Linked DNA regions of Rattus norvegicus: region 2 is linked to region 1. The links are chromatin contacts, called in public Hi-C maps. All regions are on one chromosome and are shown on one strand. Each heading gives the region's core, a stretch centred on a gene start, on an enhancer-like site or on the middle of the called end of the contact. The rest is flanking DNA. Distances are from core to core; before and after follow the strand shown.

What was found. Hi-C and Micro-C count contacts between places; a contact is called where the count stands out from the background.
Region 2: a Hi-C map of hepatocytes shows a contact between it and region 1, with 1.6 times the contacts expected there. The contact joins the promoter of Get1 here to the promoter of Psmg1 in region 1. A contact is called at or near these places in 3 of 12 Hi-C or Micro-C datasets (hepatocytes and liver).

What each region holds. Positions count from the first base shown.
Region 1 is chr11:48,751,728-48,757,474 of GRCr8, forward strand. Psmg1 (proteasome assembly chaperone 1) reads right to left here and starts at 3,313. Exons shown (of 7, transcript NM_001399237.1): 1 at 3,151-3,313; 2 at 1,626-1,732; 3 at 146-297. The coding sequence starts at 3,287. It also overlaps a transcript of Brwd1 not described here.
Region 2 is chr11:48,912,879-48,918,625 of GRCr8, forward strand. Get1 (guided entry of tail-anchored proteins factor 1) reads left to right here and starts at 2,420. Exons shown (of 5, transcript NM_199373.1): 1 at 2,420-2,590. The coding sequence starts at 2,489.

The DNA.
Region 1 (5,747 bases), core at 2,063-4,562:
ATCCCCCTGAGACATTAGAAACGAATTATCAGGATAGAGAATACCCTGAGTGGCAGGGGAGAGGCCTGGCACGAGAACCTGCTTTGCTGTTGAGGGCGTGCCTACATGACTGTGTTTTAAGAATTTTAAGTCAAGTCTCACATACCGAGGGATCTGATTTCAGTTGATAAAACACACAGAAAACATCTGTAGGGGACAGGTGGACAGTGTCTGTAGTTCTGCACCATTCATTCCAGAGCTTAGCACAACCGACTTCTTCCCAGACTCCTGAGTTCATAACAAACGATGAAAGGAACGCTGTGGAGAGAAATGTTCACGTGAACTGGCGTCTGCTGCGTGAGCTATACTTCCTACTCAGACTGAAGCTCAGCCACCCCAGAGCTCACCACTGAAGCAATCATGAGATCGCCCGTCTGCCTGGGGGCTGGAGAGACCGTTCAGAGTTCACTCTGACAACTTCTCTTGCTGTGCCTCAGTTTGGTTCCCAGCATCCAGCCCTGGTGACTCACAACCGTCTGTAATTCTAACTCTGGGGATCTGGTGCCCTCCTCTGGCTTATGCTCTTGAGTAAGCCCACACACAAAAATATGCTCATAATTAAATTTTGTTGTTGGGTGTTTTGTTTTTCAAAACAAGGTTTCTCTATGTAGGCTTGGCTGTCCTAGAACTCCATCTGTAGACCAGGCTAGCCTTGAACTCATGAAGTCCACCCATCCTGCCTCCTAAGTACAGTATGGATTAAAGGAGTACACCACCATACCTGCCATAAATTTCTTTTTAAAATATTATAGACCATCCAACTGGACCACTTTGGAGCAAACAAAATTTGAGGCTGAGGAGTGAAAGTCTACACTCTCCACACAAAACTACAAACAGGGACTGGAAAGGCAGGCGACAATGTCTGCAGAGTTTGTACTAGTCTCACAATGGAACACTCCTCTAAAACAATTAGGCAAGCAGACCTTTATATAACGGGTGAGCCTACTGTTACTTACACAATCTCTAAAGTCCTAGGGCTCACTTACAGAGCAAGAGCTCTTAACTAGAGTTCCCAAATGATTTCCTCAGAGCCTGTTAACCCACTGAAGTTACAAAGGTCTCCACGTGTACTGACATACAACACTGTTCCAAGCAAACTCACATTATTCCACTTTCAACCTACCAGGTCAATAAATGCATTCAAAGACCTTAGAACTGAAGTGTTCCAGATGCTTACGATTACTGCTAGACGTGTGGACACAGCAGGCTGGAAAACGGGGCCTAGAACTGTAATTCTGAAGCTAAGCGTATTTCCTTTAAATCTCATTACAAAGATGGAAAAACAGGCAATCTACCTTACTTGAAATGACTGTGGCTGTTTAAGACAGGGCCTTGTGGAGCCCGGCTCGGTCTTGGAACTTCTCCGTGCTCCCATCTGCCATCTCCCGCCTGCTGAGGGCTAGGGTTGCACAGCGCCCAGTTCATACAGTATTGGGATTCGAACCCAAGGTCCTGTGCTTCATAGGCAAGCACTGTGCCACCTGAGCCACACGCCCAGGGCCTGCTGGGATCCTTTTAAAATACATACGAGATGTAGGAAGAAACATTCTTCCAACAGGACGTCTACCCCTGACACTGGCGCTTACCCGTGGCGTTACTTCCTACTGCAAGGATGAACTTGGAGCAAGGGTGCTTCTCTAGGAGCACAGCCTCCAGACATGTTTCTGTCTGTCTTCGGAGAAGCTTCACCTCCCTGACAGCAAGAGACAAAAGTAAACAAATGTCACTCACTGTAACGACCGTCACACTGGAAGAGATGGTAATAGAATGACAGACAGACAGATTAAGAGAAAAGTGACAGATGCTATATAGAACTGGATGCACACATAGATGGAAGACAGATGAGATCGATGGTGGACAGACATGCGACTTATATAGATATGGTAGGCAGGTGCAATATACACAACGTATATACACAGATGGGTAAATAGGTAGGTGACAGAAGAGAGATGAGTGGATAGCTGGATTGATAGATGGTATTAGATAAAAGAAACGGTGTCCTGGGTGGCCTGGCGAATGGAAATACTGTAGGCTCAGGCAATGACTACTCACAGACTCAATGAGTAAAACTACTAACAAACTTCATACAAGCATCTCAAACACTCCTGCCAGCAAAATGCTTAACGTGGCCAAGTGTCCAAACAAACGTTGAAGCATTTAGTTGTGACAAAAGCAAGTGAAGCCTGACCATCGGACAAGTCGAGGCTCTCGGGAAGAGTTTGAAAAGGGAGAGGGGACCCAGAGCTAACCCTGTAGCACAGCTTTCAGTACCCAAATCCTGACAGGAGAGAGCTGGTCACCCAGGGGTGTTGACACAGAGGCTTATAGGAGGATCATGCCACAGTCAGAGATAGCAACACCAGCTAACACCAGAGAAAACCAGGTGAGAGGCAAGTGCAAGAACCAAAAATGAGGGGGGGTGGGTAGGTGGTGAGGGGGTTGTTGTAAATGAAACAGAGTGCCAAAAGTGTCTGTAGTTGACAGAAATCACCAGAAAGTATATTTTAAAAATCTAGGTGAATTTGATTGTGAACTGGTATGACACTGAAAACTTATTAGCATATCTGGGGCAGGGAAGGTGCTAAGTTGCCACCACAACCATGACGACCCAAGTTCTGATCCCAGAACCCACCTAAATGTCGAGAGTGAAGGTTCTGGGAAAACAGGATAATCTCTTATGGTCTGGAGGTCAGCCAGTGAAGCAGAAACAGTGAGGTCTGGGTTCAATTTAAGATTTCTCAAAAAGGTGGTAAACGCCACCGGGCACCCAACTCCAACCTCTGGTCCAGCAACAAACAAACAAAATAAATGAATACGCATAAAGACAGCATGCTTAGGAAGAGTTTCCTAACTGGAAACTAGTAGGGGTGGTGTGAGAAAAAATGGATGTGGTAAAACCTTGGCCAAGGGGCCGGCATAACCTCATTTCTGTGTATTTAACAGTAGTTTTGCAAGAAATACGGCGGACACGCGGCGTAACCTAAAGCGTAGGGTGGAGGGAGGGCAAGCATTGCTGGGTTGTCAGCGTCCCAGCGTGAACGCAGGGCACTCGGCAGGCCAACACCGCCTGATGCTCGCCCCGCCGGTGGGGAGGCCTTCCCGGAGCCTGACCTCTTCCGCGCAAGCTTCCGCCGGACCTCCCGGTCCTCCGGCGTGTCCCGCCTGCTCTGCTCCTCCTCCTCTTCCTCCTCCTCAGTCCCAGCTCGGCATGGCCCCTTCACCACCTCACCAAAGAACGTAGCAGCCATGGCACCTCAGCCCCGCGCGGCCAGACGGCGCCTGCGCGCCGGCCCCAGCCACGCCCTTCAGACCACGCCCCCGACCCGCCTGAGCCAGGCCACGCCCTCAGCCTGGGTGAAGGTCTCAGAACTTCCGGTCCGCCGCGGGATCTGTTCCGCGGCGCGCTTCCGTCACCCTGCTGACCCGGGCACGCAGGGCCCGCTCCACATCCCGCCGCCCGCCTGCAAGGACCCACCCGTGGAGGAAACCCAGAGCTGCGAGTGAAGCACAGACAGCTCCAGGGGTGATGACTGCAAGCGGATCCAGAGGACATGAGTGAAGCTGCAAGGCTAGGCTTTTTAAAAACCTGGCCATGTGTAACTCATATACACTGTTTTCTTTTTTGGTTCTTTTTTTCGGAGCTGGGGACCGAACCCAGGGCCCTTGCGCTTCCTAGGCAAGCGCTCTACCACTGAGCTAAATCCCCAACCCAGTTTTCTATTTTAATGACAGAAAGAATGTGTTTTTCTGGCTTGTGTGCTGGAAGACAAAAAAACTCTACCGAATACTGCTCTCACAAGAGCAAACGACTACGAGGAAAAAGGAAACTGGGACCTCAGTGGGAAATAAAAACACATTCTAGATTTACTTGCGAGGAAATAGGGTCTGCCTTGCCTAAATAGGGTCTGTTTAGTAAAATATAACTAAAGTAAGTAAATATTTCGGGATCGGGGACGTTTTAAAATCAAAACTCTTGGGAAGTTGTTTAAAATCTCTCACGATGTAGAAAAACGATAAAGTCTATTGGGGGGAGCATATCAATTTTAACATAAATACTTTTTAAAAATAAACCTCAAACACTAATAAAAAGCAGATTAATACCAAATAGGACATTTTACATGTAGCTATAGCACACATAAGATTATAACTATGGTGTCTTAAGACTCAGACTCCAGGGTTAGTGGACATACGTGAGCTGAGGGACAAATGTACCTGGCTTTCTCTTTGTGTGGCTAAGCTGATATTTTGCTGATAAAGATACTTGATTGATCTCAGTCACACATGAAAAGAGCATTAACAGAAATCTGAAACATGATTCTAAACCATATGGAAGTGGTGGTCCATTGGCCAAGCTTTAAATTCTGTACACATTTCCAGGAGAGGTTTTACAATAAAGAGACCAAACACTTTAGAGGGTAAGAAAAAAATTATGTTCCAGTTAAAGGCTGAACCAGAAAGGGATTCCATTAGAAAAGGCTGGACAGGATCAGATGGTGACAGAAAGTAGCCCTACCGCGGCAAACCGTAAATTCAAACCTTCAGTTCACACTGCCAAAATTCACATGTCTTCATAAGACTGACATATTTTCATCTCATGGCATTTCTTGAGGATATAATTGCCCAAAAAGTAATTCTATGACATTTGGGATCAAATTTTTCATCAACGCTCAACAGAAAAAAATAATAATAAAAAAAAATCAAACCATGCACCAAAAAAGAGAGCAGCAGTTCTTCCTGTGCTTGTAACAAGATGCTGAAGAGTGAGTGACAAAAAGACACACACTGTGTTGGAATATTCTGACTTGTGTTCTTGTTTGTTTCAAGCAGGCAGGCAACCAAACACAAACAAGTTTCTCAAGTAATCTGGACCCTTCGGCCACACATGTCACTGGGAAATATGCATTACTGTTAATGAAGAAAGACACACCCCTAAGGTTCCATTTGGTTTTTTTTTGTTTGTTTGTTTTGGTTTTTGTTTTTTTGATTTTACACATGCAGATTACCCCTAAAGTCACAGCTATGTTTAATGGGAAAGACAAACTGTTGAGGAAAGATAAGTTTCTCCAGCAACATTAAAAGACTTGACAGTACATTCACAGGTCACGTCTGGTGACCTTAATGTCAACCAATAGCTATGAACAACAGACTAAAGTTCACACACCCTCAGTAGGCTGAACATTTGTAGCACAGTGACCAGATTCTGTGACAGTGGCAAAGGCCACACTGGAGGCCAGATTCCTGACACTTGGCTTGTTGGTGAGATTGGAATGAACCTGCAGTGTTCACACTTCTGACTTTTAAGGAGCAGTAGAGAAAAGGTGAGAAACAGGATTTAACTGCTAAAGAGATGAGTGTATCTTGTTCTATTTTCTGACTATAAGTCTGGCCTCTACATCTTTGCTGCTACATAGAAGAAGAAATAAAAAGTGTCATAATAATAGTCACATTGAGAGCTTTCTTAGAAAGATACATTCCCTGAATTACTCATTACCAGGTGGCTATCATTCAGTATGAATTCAATGCTATAAATAAGACATTAATGACAGTCTTTCTCACACTCCTCTTCAGAAGTCAGTAACACCCCAGCATTGACTTCCCCAGTTCTTTCTGTGTTTAGTCCCCAAGGATGTGCACTACATGAATTGGATCCAGTTAAAATTCAGCAGTCATAGGCTCCCTGCCTCCCTCCTTTGGAAATGGCCTAGTTT
Region 2 (5,747 bases), core at 1,170-3,669, 160 kb after region 1:
ACCTCATCCAACTTAGAATGCTTGTCTAAGCCTGTGTCTCTATAGTCTTTTGTCTGGTAGCAATCATCTGTAGTACTCATTTTTATTTACTTAAGCACCAGGAAGAAACAGACTGGGACTTTGGGTTTATTATCATACTCTGTCTCGCAGCTAGTAAAATATGTCAACCGCAGACGACTTTGTACACTTCTTTTTTTTTTTTTTTTTTGAGACAGGGTCTCACATATCATAGACTGGCCTCGAGTCTCTGTGTACCGCAAGGATGATCTCTCTCCTTCCACATCTTGAGTGCTGGTATTATATAGGCATAGGCCTCCTGGAACCTGGGAGATCATCTTTGATCACCCACGCGGACCCAGTGTAATCATAAGGCTTCCAATGGTGAAAGAGAGAGTTGAGAGGCAGGAAGGATGGTGGATTGAAAGCCCAAGCAGTGTGCTGTGATGCCAACCTTGAAGACAGAAGAGAGCCGTGAGGTCAGAATGCTGGCCTCAGATGCTGGACTCTGCCTGAGGGATTCCAGAAGGAAGACAGTCTATTTTTAGCCCAGTGAGATGCACTTCACATTTTGAACTCTCAGACTATAAGATAACAAATTTACGAAATCCCAAGCCACTAAATGTGTGACTATTAATTACAGCGTTATGTGAAGCTCACCAGAGATGACCACTCAGACAGTTTATAGTCAACTGAAAGTCTTTATTCCAGCCAGCTGGGACTACACTCAGGTATTTGGGACTCGAGTGAAGCACCAAGTGTTCAGAGCACAGTGTTTTAGAAAGCAAGAACCACACTCTGTCATCTCTTGCTGTTCAGGAGTGGAAGATTTGCACAAGCAGATAGTTTAAGAGAAGATAATGTGGGGCATCTTGACCTTGTGTCCCTAGAGTAGAGCTGGGCAATTTTCCACAGGATTCTCCATCAAGGAGATGAATTTTTCATTAAACACAAAATGGCCTCAGCAAGAATACAAGATGGAGGAACCTCAGAGCTGCCACACCCTGTCACAATAGCAGAATCAAAACACAAACACGCGCTTGTTACGAGCTCTGTACCATACCTTGACTGATATTTCACACTTCCTTTATATGTTAGAACTCAGTCTTCAACTGAGAACTGTTTCTGAGAGTGGTCAACAGGAACTAGGAGCTGAGCTGACTCAGTCAAACTGAGCTGCTCCTGAGAGCCAGGAAGAGTTTCTCCTAGCCACCCCAGCTGTATATACGTTATAGGATACTCACCAGTAATTTTGTTAGCATCTTGACTTACTAAGAACGGAGTGGTCCTCCTGTGCAGGTGTGATGCATGGATGGGGTGGGGACTGGTTGATACTTTCCTCTTCATTCTAAAAAGCAGACACTTGGGACTGAAGAGCAAGACGGTATGGGGGAGTCAAGGTGGTTTTGTGGGAAGGGAGAGACTCTGACACTCTGCCATAATTTTTCATGAGGCTGCTCTTACTTAACCCATCTAAATCTTCAGTGTGTACAGGACCTGGCAGTCTGCCTACAGCCTGGGGTAGTCCAGCTGGAAGGGAAGCTTATGGAGTGGTAGTCACTGTCAGTATGCCCATTCATGGAGAGAATTCATTCCACCGCTGCTGGTAGAGCCACAGGCAGCAATTCTATAAGTAAGGTTCTCAGACTAACAAGGCAGAAAAGACAGCCAACTATCTTTCACTTTATTTACCACATATAAATGAACCGGGGCTCTTTTGTTATGAGTATTCATTATTGCCTAAATTTAGAACATTGTATTAAAAGCTCACTGTAAACTTTTTCTTTGAGCGCGCTGAGGACGGCTGGTACCCAAGATTTCCCACATGCTTGGCAAGTCTCTACCAGTCACTAAGTGGTGCTTTTGATTAATAAACTTATCTTTTAGGATTACAACTTTCTATATTGCTTGTGTTTATTAGTGCTTAGTTTTAAAATGTAGGTGAGCCATTTTACATGCGACAACGGGTTAAAAAACATTTTTTATTTTTTATCCCAGCTCCGAAAAAAAAGAACCAAAAAAAAAAACATTTTTATTTACCTGCTACGATAAAGTAATTTTCTGTTCACGCCGAGGCTTATTCTAAAATAAATTTAAGAATAAAGGTGTGTTAGTTAACTCAGTAAGAATGTAAGTAGTTATCGGTTACTACAATCAATCACAGTTCGCTAAAAGTTGTTAAGCCTCCAGGAGTGGGATAGGTATCAACCGGCTACGGAAGGAAGCCCGGAAGGCGAAAGGCGAAGCTGGGTGCTAAGTAACACCCCGTGCCGCCCCCTAGAGGAGGTGTAGCGAGCGCGCACCGCCGGCACTGGGTGCTGCGTCCTTGCGGTGTTGCCGTAGTCGCAGTGCGCCGGCGCAGGCGCAGTTGACGACGCTGTCTCCCAGGCGCTGTCGTAGCGTAGCAGGGCTGCAGTGCGCAGGCGTAGGCGAGCGCGGAGGCGCGGTCTCCATGGCGCTGCTGTAGCGGTGCAGGTGCCTGGGATCCAGAATGAGCGCGTCCGAGACAGATCGCTGGGCGTGGTTGCTGGTGCTGTGCTTCGTGTTCGGGTGCAACGTGCTGCGCATCCTTCTGCCGACCTTGTCCTCGTTTGTAAGTAGTTGTAGGGGGCGGAGACCGGCCGAGCGCGGGGCCTTGCGCGGTCCATGCTGCAAGCTCTCTTCCTTCAGATGGCTCCGAGCTTTTCACAGATCACGAGGTTGCAACCAGCTGCTCTTACTGCGCTTTGGAGGGTGGGGGATCCCAAGCCACACTTCCCGGCAGAAGAGCAGCACGGGCCAAGCATCCTCATCGGTGCCTAGGCCTGGAGCGACTGATCCCCGGCTGCAGGCAGCCCCCTTCTGCTCTAGAATAAGGAGCACGACAGAGCAATCTATGCAGGCCATATCGTTCTTGCTCACTCAAGTTTCTGTTTATTTTTGGGTGTTTTGCTTGCGTGAATATATGCGCACCGTGTGCTTTCATTGCCAGCAGAGTCCAGAAGAGAGCGCTGGATTCTCTGGAATCAGGGTTACAGATCTTAGGTACCTGCTATGTAGTTGCTGGGAACAGAACCCAGGCCCTCTCTTACTCACTGAACCATCTCCAGCCCAACATATTTCTACATGACTTTCCATATTTCACTCATGCCTGTATAATTCCCCAAAGGACTGCATGCAGGAAGGTGAATAAAGATTTTTCTATGTACCAGGAGAGGGGTTGGGGGGCTTCTAACTAGGGGTGGATGGTCCCACACCCAGTGGCCTTCCTGGCCTGCCTGCATGTTTCCTCTGTCTTGTTTAAACCTTTTTTTTTTTTTTTTTTTTTTTTCGGAGCTGGGGACCGAACCCAGGGCCTTGTGCTTGCTAGGCAAGTGCTCTACCACTGAGCTAAATCCCCAACCCCTTGTTTAAACCTTTTTTAAAAACTACTTTTTTTTAATAAAGATTTTATTTATTGTATATGAGTACACTGTAGCTGCCTTCAGACACACCAGAATAGGGCATCAGATCTCATTACAGATGGTTGTGAGTCACCTTGTGGTTGCTGGGATTTGGACTCAGAACAGTCAGTGCTCTTAACCACTGAGCCATCCGTACTTGGCCTTCATCCTGGTTTCTTGTGTAGTTTTTTTCATCGTGTGTGTGTGTGTGTGTGTGTGTGTGTGTGTGTAAGAGTGAGGTCAGTTGGTCTCAAGGACAGTCCTTGGCCACTCTTATGCCTTATTCATTGAGGCAGGGTCATTCAGTAAAGCCCAGAGTACACTGACAGGGCTAGCTTGCTGCAGGCACCCTGGCTCCTCCTCTCAGGTGGTTCCTCATGTTTGTACAGCAGGAGCTTTAACCACAGAGCCAGATCCCTGCCTTGGGGTTCCACCTTCTTCTGTCCCGTTTCCCATCCTTCCCTTTCACCTCACAGTGGAGCTAAGGAAGCGGAACTCAGATGTTCAGGGAGGCTGCGTTGGACTGTCCTCCCGGAATTGGTCATGAGCTAGCAGGTCAGGAGGACATACAGATCCTGTCATCAACTCAGGGCTCTCCAGTACGTGTTTACCAGATGTGTGTGTTCCGTATTAGTCCCTTGTCACAAAGTATGGGCACCGCAGATTCACATGTGCGAGTGTTTGCTCTCTGTACACAGCCATCATTGTTTGGAGGAAGTGCCAGGACTTGACCTGGGCCTGGACCAAGACCTGTGGTGTTCCTGAAGGATGTGTAGCCTCTGTCTTGAACCCACTGAACTAAAAAACCCTTTGGCAGTGACACTTGGGGAGGTGGCTGGGTTCAGAAAAACAATGTATGCTTTTTACCATCAGGGAGAGGAGCCTGTCTGAAATTCATGTTTAGAACAGGGAAGATGAATAAGAGATCCAGTTTGCCTGGTTGCTGGGTTTCCAGCGAGGGAGCCTTTGGGAATGTAAGGAGGCCAGAATACCTCCCCACAATGCTTAGAGCACCCCTCCCCAGCAAGCCTCTGATTTGAAGGACCAGCAATGACAAATCAATGACAAGAAGGTTGGGTTGAGGCTGCAGAGTGTAGCCTTCTGCACTGTGTTCCTGAGCATTGGTGCAGTCAGGAGGAGTGCACACCCTCAGTGCAGCAGAAAGGCAGATGAGGTGCTGGGAGGCCATATGGGCCGACCGCTGGGCACCCAGGTACACTGAGGAAGGCAGTGAGCAGCATTGTCAGTGGGGGCCAAAAGCTGTTGACTCTTGGCTATTTAATTCTCTTGCTGTTCTGGGGCCAAAAGCTGATGGCTTCTGGCAGTTAACTCCTGGTGATAGCTGCAGGATATTAAGAAAAGAAACTTAGTTACTGGGCTTCTAGATGGCCAGGCCAGGGGTTCTGAGTTCATTAACTCTTTGTGAGCAAGAGAGGAAGGAAAAGAAAGTCAGGCACACACACAGGCACACGTACACTGGATGAAGCAGAAAAGGGTGACACCACTGTTTGATTATTATTCTTAGTTTTTATACCTTCTCAGGATATTTGATTATGTGGTTTTTGAAACAGTTTTGCATTCCATAGGTTCACAGTAAGTTTAAAGTAATAGTTCATGCCATAGATTGATAAGGCTTAAGGAGTTACAGCAGATTGCTTACATGTCTTTCCATTAAGGCTCGTACCCGAGTCAGCATTCATTATTATGTGTTACCAGCCCACAGGTTTATTGTAAGTTTAAAGCAATAGTTTGTTTTTTTTTTTTCTTTTTTCTTTTTTTTTTTTTTCGGAGCTGGGGACCGAACCCAGGGCCCAGGGCCTTGCGTTTGCTAGGCAAGCGCTCTACCACTGAGCTAAATCCCCAACCCCTAAAGCAATAGTTTTTATGTTGTAAGTCAGCACAATTTTGTCAAGAGACAGACCATCTGCCTCATGTCTTACTATTTGGAAGTCTTGCGTAGATAAAACTAGTCCATCATTTATTTTCTGTCCCTGCACCTACAGCAATTGCCCATTCCCCAGTTTATGACCTTCAGTTACCAGATAGCAGCTTCGTTCCTAACCCTGAAGGATGTTTTCCTTGATTATACATTTGTTCCCGGCCTGCTTTCTTTTCCTTGTTCAATTAGCCCGTGACACATGAAGGTTTACAGAGCTCTGTCTGCAGCTTGTATTCTATAGGGGGCTTGAGTTCACTTGTATCAATTTAGGAGTCCTATAAAATCATGATGAGGAATTATGAAATCATCAGTTCTTCTAAACAGCGTCACTACATGAAGTATGTGTTCATGTTGGTCTGCAGGAAATCTGCCCGGCAGGGCGGGCTGAA